Linked DNA regions of Sus scrofa: region 1 is linked to region 2. Evidence: chromatin contacts called from public HiChIP or PLAC-seq data. All regions are on one chromosome and are shown on one strand. The core of a region is the stretch at or near the end of the contact, and the rest is flanking DNA. Distances in the headings are between cores, read along the strand shown.

What was found. HiChIP or PLAC-seq counts read pairs in DNA pulled down with a chosen protein or histone mark.
Region 1: an H3K27ac HiChIP or PLAC-seq map of alveolar macrophages shows a contact between it and region 2. The contact joins the promoter of SMARCA5 here to the promoter of OTUD4 in region 2. A contact is called at or near these places in 2 of 5 promoter capture datasets (fetal liver and liver) and 2 of 2 datasets of contacts at active chromatin or transcription factors (alveolar macrophages and skeletal muscle).

What each region holds. Positions count from the first base shown.
Region 1 is chr8:84,223,523-84,226,222 of Sscrofa11.1, reverse strand. It overlaps SMARCA5 (SWI/SNF-related matrix-associated actin-dependent regulator of chromatin subfamily A member 5), which reads left to right and starts at 1,280. Exons shown (of 24, transcript XM_003129174.5): 1 at 1,280-1,976. The coding sequence starts at 1,800.
Region 2 is chr8:83,239,445-83,242,144 of Sscrofa11.1, reverse strand. OTUD4 (OTU domain-containing protein 4) reads right to left here and starts at 1,386. Exons shown (of 21, transcript XM_021100662.1): 1 at 1,034-1,386. The coding sequence starts at 1,192.

The sequences.
Region 1 (2,700 bases), core at 31-2,530, 980 kb before region 2:
CAAAAATGAATTAGGTAATATACATCAACAACAATCACTTTCAATAATTTTAGGACTATCCTTCCAAAGTTTTATCTATATTTTTGAACTGTTAAAATTTTTTAGTTACTACTATATAATAAACTTTTTTCTACAGTCTGGTTGTTACAAGTTAATAATAATTCACTTTGTGGTATACAACAGTTTTAAAATCAAACTTTCAATGTTGGACTATATTGTGCTAGCATTTCTCAAGTACATATAAAGACGATGATGATCATCATTTATATAGTTTTCTTTTTATCTATCCTTGGGGGTTCCCTAGAGTCTCAGACAGGGCATTTCTAATAGGCTGGGGAACATTCTTCCAGATCTCAAAGAATTATCATTGAATTGGTTAAAAGTTTGCAGGTTAAATATTCAAAGGAAATCCCTTCTGTTTGTAATTCAGCATAGTCAATGGTTTGGTCAAACCTTGACTCTTGACAAGTTTGTCTCCTTTATTCAATACGTACTAATAGAATATTGGATATGGGGATATAAAGATGAGTAAGAGCCTATGCAGGGCAAATAACAATTTAGTGCAGTATGCAGATTTGCTGTCAAATAGAACACCATGTGCTTAAATTCTGCAGTAGGTGGATGCAAAAGGCTGTGTTGAACATAGCGTAAAGCAATGTACAAACCAGTGATTACTTGTAACACTTTTTTAGAAGAATGTCTGTTTTTATTTAATATTTGGTGGTTGAGGAAAAGATATAACCTATTACCTCTCTTTCTTATCTGCTAATTACTCTTGTTTCTCACATGGTGGTTGGCGCAGTTTGCTTACTTTTAGCATGTAAACTTAGAGGAAATATCGTCTAACTCTACCGAAGAAGGAATTTAGAAATGATCAATCATATAGCTAACATAAGGATGACAAAACAAACAAAAATCACACTAACAGGCACTCTTCTTAGACAACAAAACAGTGAGACGTCAACTGGGAAAACCGTATCATTGTCAACTCTGTGGCGTCACGCCAATAAGCGGAGGCGGTAAAAGAGAGGCCTGCAGAAGCCTCTACGCTGCAGCAGGCGGCGCAAGACCCGGGCAATTTTTCGAGCAGCGCTGGGATTACTGCCAAGCTGGGGAAGCACAGCGACCCGGCACAGCGAGCCGTTAAGAACGACTGTAAGACTGCGGTGGCGTCACGCCCGGAAACCGACGCACAAACTTACGTCTCCGAGCCCTCCTTTGAGGCCCCGCCCACTCATCGCCCTAGAGCCCGTAGGGGCACAGGGGGCGTGGCCAAGAGCTTGGAGTAGAGAATGCGCATGCGTACTTTGAAACCCCGGTCTCTTAGCTAACTATCAATCTCGCGAGTGTTGAAAGTCGGTGGCGTAGGTAGTAGACCTGGATGCTGGCGAGATACCTGATATCTACCAGAGGAAGAAGAGGAGGCGGCTAGGCTAGTTCCTGGTCTTGGTCCTTCTTGCTTTCCTTTCTTTTTCCCCCAACTCTCCGCCCTCCTGTAAATCGGCCTGCCTTCTCTGACCTCAGTGACCCGGGTGGCCCCGCCCACCCTCGTCGACGTGATTCCCGCCGTGAGGTAAAGCGCCGGTCGAACCCAGAGCCGGGAGGAAGAGGAGGACAGCTAGAGGGGGAGGCTCCTGGGCCTGGCTTGGGCTCGTCGCCGAGCTGCGGAGAGGAAGCATTCGGGTGGTCCTTCCGCTCCTCCATCGGCTCACTGCGACGTAGCCACCCAGGCCTAGGCCTCCTCCTCATCCCTGCTGGGCCGGGCCTCTGGCAGCAGCGGGTGACGCAGACGGAACATCATGTCGTCCGCGGCCGACCCTCCGCCACCCCCGCCTCCCGAGAGCGCGCCTTCCAAGCCCGCATCCTCCGCCGCCTGTAGCGGGAGCAACAACAGCAACAAAGGCGGCCCCGAGGGCTTCGGCGTCCCGGCGGCTCCCTCCGCGGCCGGCGCCGGCCCCACGGACTCCGAGATGGAGGTAAGGACGGCCTGTGGCATGGGGAGAGGGCGGGATAGGGAGGAGGAACTGGTTCCCTCTGCTGTGTATTGGTGATAAAACGCGAAGCCGAACTTCACTCCTCTGCACCCAAACTCGGCCTCAGACCCTTGGATGATCCGAAATGATGCTCTCCCTTGCGCCCTTCTGCTTACCTATGCAAGTAGACTCAGCTGGGTCTCTGGCACCTCATATTTGCGTTATTTGTCTCTTTCGCGAACCTTGCCAAATCCTCAAACGCTCTTATTAGACACATGTTCTTGATTACTGAGGCCGAGACGGATCTGCCGACTTTTTTTTTTAAGTGAGGCTCCCATAATTCCCTCGCCCATCTCTGAATCTCGATTTTAGTTTCCACTAAACCTGGGGGGAGGGGGAGGGAGATTTCCCTTTAGGAACGAGGGTAGACGGACGGGGTGGGGAAGGCATTTAAAAGCAGCGCATCCGAGGATTTGGGCCTCCTTTTCTTCATCCCGGTCCTTGCGGGGGCGGTATCTGTTCTGGGCAGAAACAATGGCGAGAGCTGGATGGCTGAGGGCGCAGTGGGGATAAGCGGGGCGCAGCTGCTCCTGTGAAGGGAGAGGAGGCTCCTCCCAGGCGCTGTTCCATTGGGAGGGAAGCGACCAAGGCAGCGGCAGCTGTCTGGAACCCCCATCTAATTTGGGGGTGGGGTGATGGATGGAAGGATGAATGATTTAGTGAGTCA
Region 2 (2,700 bases), core at 137-2,636:
GTCTACAGATGTTAAGGAAAACATTTGCTCACGAACAGAAATTTGGAAAACTATTTAGCATTCAAAAAAGGTGAGAGAAAGAGAACTGTAAAGACTCCGAAGGTGGGAGGAGAGGGGAAGGGAGGCGTGGATCTTAAGCCAAAGAAAAGCAAACTGTGAGAGAGGAAATACAAACCAGGGCAGTAATGTGAAACTTTTGTCCAACTATTTCAGCAGCTATTTTTTAATATAGGATGGGTTTTGGTGACTGCATACCTACCAAGTACACAGTGTTATGTAACACGGAATAAGCCCTTTTCCAGAAACACAAAAAATCAGAAATACCCTCCCAAGAACGGTGTTAGAAAGAGATTTCGACCATCAACGGGGAGAAATTCGGTTTAAGGGCCTAAAAGAACCACAGGTATATACAACCTTCCTACCACCAAGAGCGAAACACTTAAGTCAGTCATTTTTCGTATACCTACATTGCCTTACAAAGGATAATAAAGTATGGAATCTACTCAAAGACAATTCTCTTCCAACATTCTCTATTTTCCAAAGTCAGGCTTTTCCCAAACCGCACATTTCCTCCTCCTGATTCGGATGGACCTCGGCGGGCTTGGCTACCCCGCGTTCCAAAGTCCAATAACAGGAAAAAATCACGTTCCCGGAGTCAAGGCTAGTGCACCACCTCCTCTAGTCAACATTAGGTTTACTGGCGTGAACACTGCATATAAAACCAGAGCGGATGAATGCGGAACCGACGGGGGAAACAGCATTTCGCCAAGTCCCCAGCCATCAATCAAGTACACGGGCTCTCAGCAGGCCTCACCGGCTAGCCTCAACTAATTATCCTTTCGCCAGGAAGGACGACAATCAGGTTTTTAAGTTTCGATTTAAAGGTTCCAGACCCAGGGCAGCGCCTCGTTCCGGCGTGACAATGGGCCACTATGACGACAGCTGGGCCACGCGCAGCCGGGCCCGGCCGGCCTGCCGCCTCCCACCCGGCCCCGCCGCCTTCCTCCTCCCCGCCCGGCGGCCGCCACATTACCTGCTCCGCCACGGCCCGGAACAGGCACGACCCGTCCTTGGCGACCAGTTTCCGATACAAGCCCAGTTTCCGAAGATAGGCGTCCATGGGCGTCGCGTCCTCGCGGGGCCCCGCGCCGCCCTGGTCGCCGCCGTCCGGGGCGCCGACGGCCGCCTCCATGTTGCCGGTCGCGCTGCAGGCCCGGCGCGGCGCGGGCTAGCCCCACATGGCAGCGCCGCCGGCTCCTCGACGCCCGGGCCGGGGACGGGCGGCGGCTCGGGCTCGCACTCCGGCTCGGGCTCGGGTTCCGGCTGGTCGGGCGGCGGCGGCAGACGGCGGCCGGGGGCTGCGGTCCGCGCTCATAGGGAGCCCTGCCTAATGCACGGCCGGGCGCACGCGGCCGCCTCCCGAGCGACCACGCGCCCAGGGGCCAGCGGGGGGAATTCACCAACACCCGAGAGCGAGGAGTCACTTCCCTGCGGCCTCGCCGCCCGATTCAGCTACTGGGCCGGGGGTCGCAGCCCGGCCTCCGGGAGGAAACCTCCGCCCCCCGAGCGCGCGGGCCGGATCAGGTGAAGCAAGGCCCGCGGTCCCCGCACAGCCCCCACACCAGGAGCCCAGGAAGCCGAAAGAGAAAGACGCGGCCTTTCGTCTCCCCACCTCGCAGGAGGGCGCCGGAGGGGCGGGGAGCGGGCGGGGGCGCCGGGTGGAGGGCAGCACCCTCGCAGCCCAGAATTTGTTTTCGCTTTCGGCCCGACAGCGGAGAGGACGGTGGGAGGTGTAGTTTACGCGGCTGCAGGAAGTCGGCCTGCGGCGGGCGGGGACGCGTGGCCGGCCTACCCCTGGGAGGCGCCCGCGAGGCACGCGGACTACAAGTCCCTACAGCGCGGGGCCCAAGCCGCCGCCGCCCGGAGCCGGCTTCGCGCTTTCCCCGCACAGCGTCCGCGAGCAGGCCGAGGGTCTCAGCTAGCAGACGCGCCGCGACCTGCGCGCGCTGCCCCGCCCGCCATCCACCCACTGCGCCGCGGGGCCGCGGGAAGTGCGCGCGCCCTGCGTGCGTGGAGTTGCCTGGGACACCGAGGCCGCTGGGTCGGCCCTTTGTGTATTTGCAAACAGAGGGCGCACCTGTCTGCTCCCCTCCCCCTGGCCTCGGCTCCTGGCGTTTCCATGGAGGTGGCTTTAAGGGCTTAAGCAGAAAATAGAGCTAATTGGCGAAGGCTCCTGGAACCGACACCTTGCGGGGCGACACAGACTGTCCATAAATCAACCGTAGACTGCTGATTCCTCTTAGAGGGTAGAAGTACTGCTCAAGCACCGTGGCAGAATGATGCCTTTGCCACAGACCTTGTGGTTCCCCCTCCCCCTCCAGCACAAAGATATGTCGCTGGTCGGAAAAAGAGATTTTCTATTAAAAATTCATCTTGTAATTGTTTAATAAAGTGCTGGACCTGCCCTGGATTCCAGTGCTTGCTGGAACCCAGGGGAAGTTTTAAGCTTGTTGGATCTTCCCGCTCAACTTCCTACCCTCCGAAATTGAATGACTATTTATGCTTTAGAACCCAGAATTTATCCAGCATGTTTTTGTGACACCAGAATTTCATTTACTGAAGAGCATCTGGTGTCCTAATCATTTAAGCACGTGGTTAATCATAAAATCCACACCAGCGGTAAAGCCACGATGCAGCCGG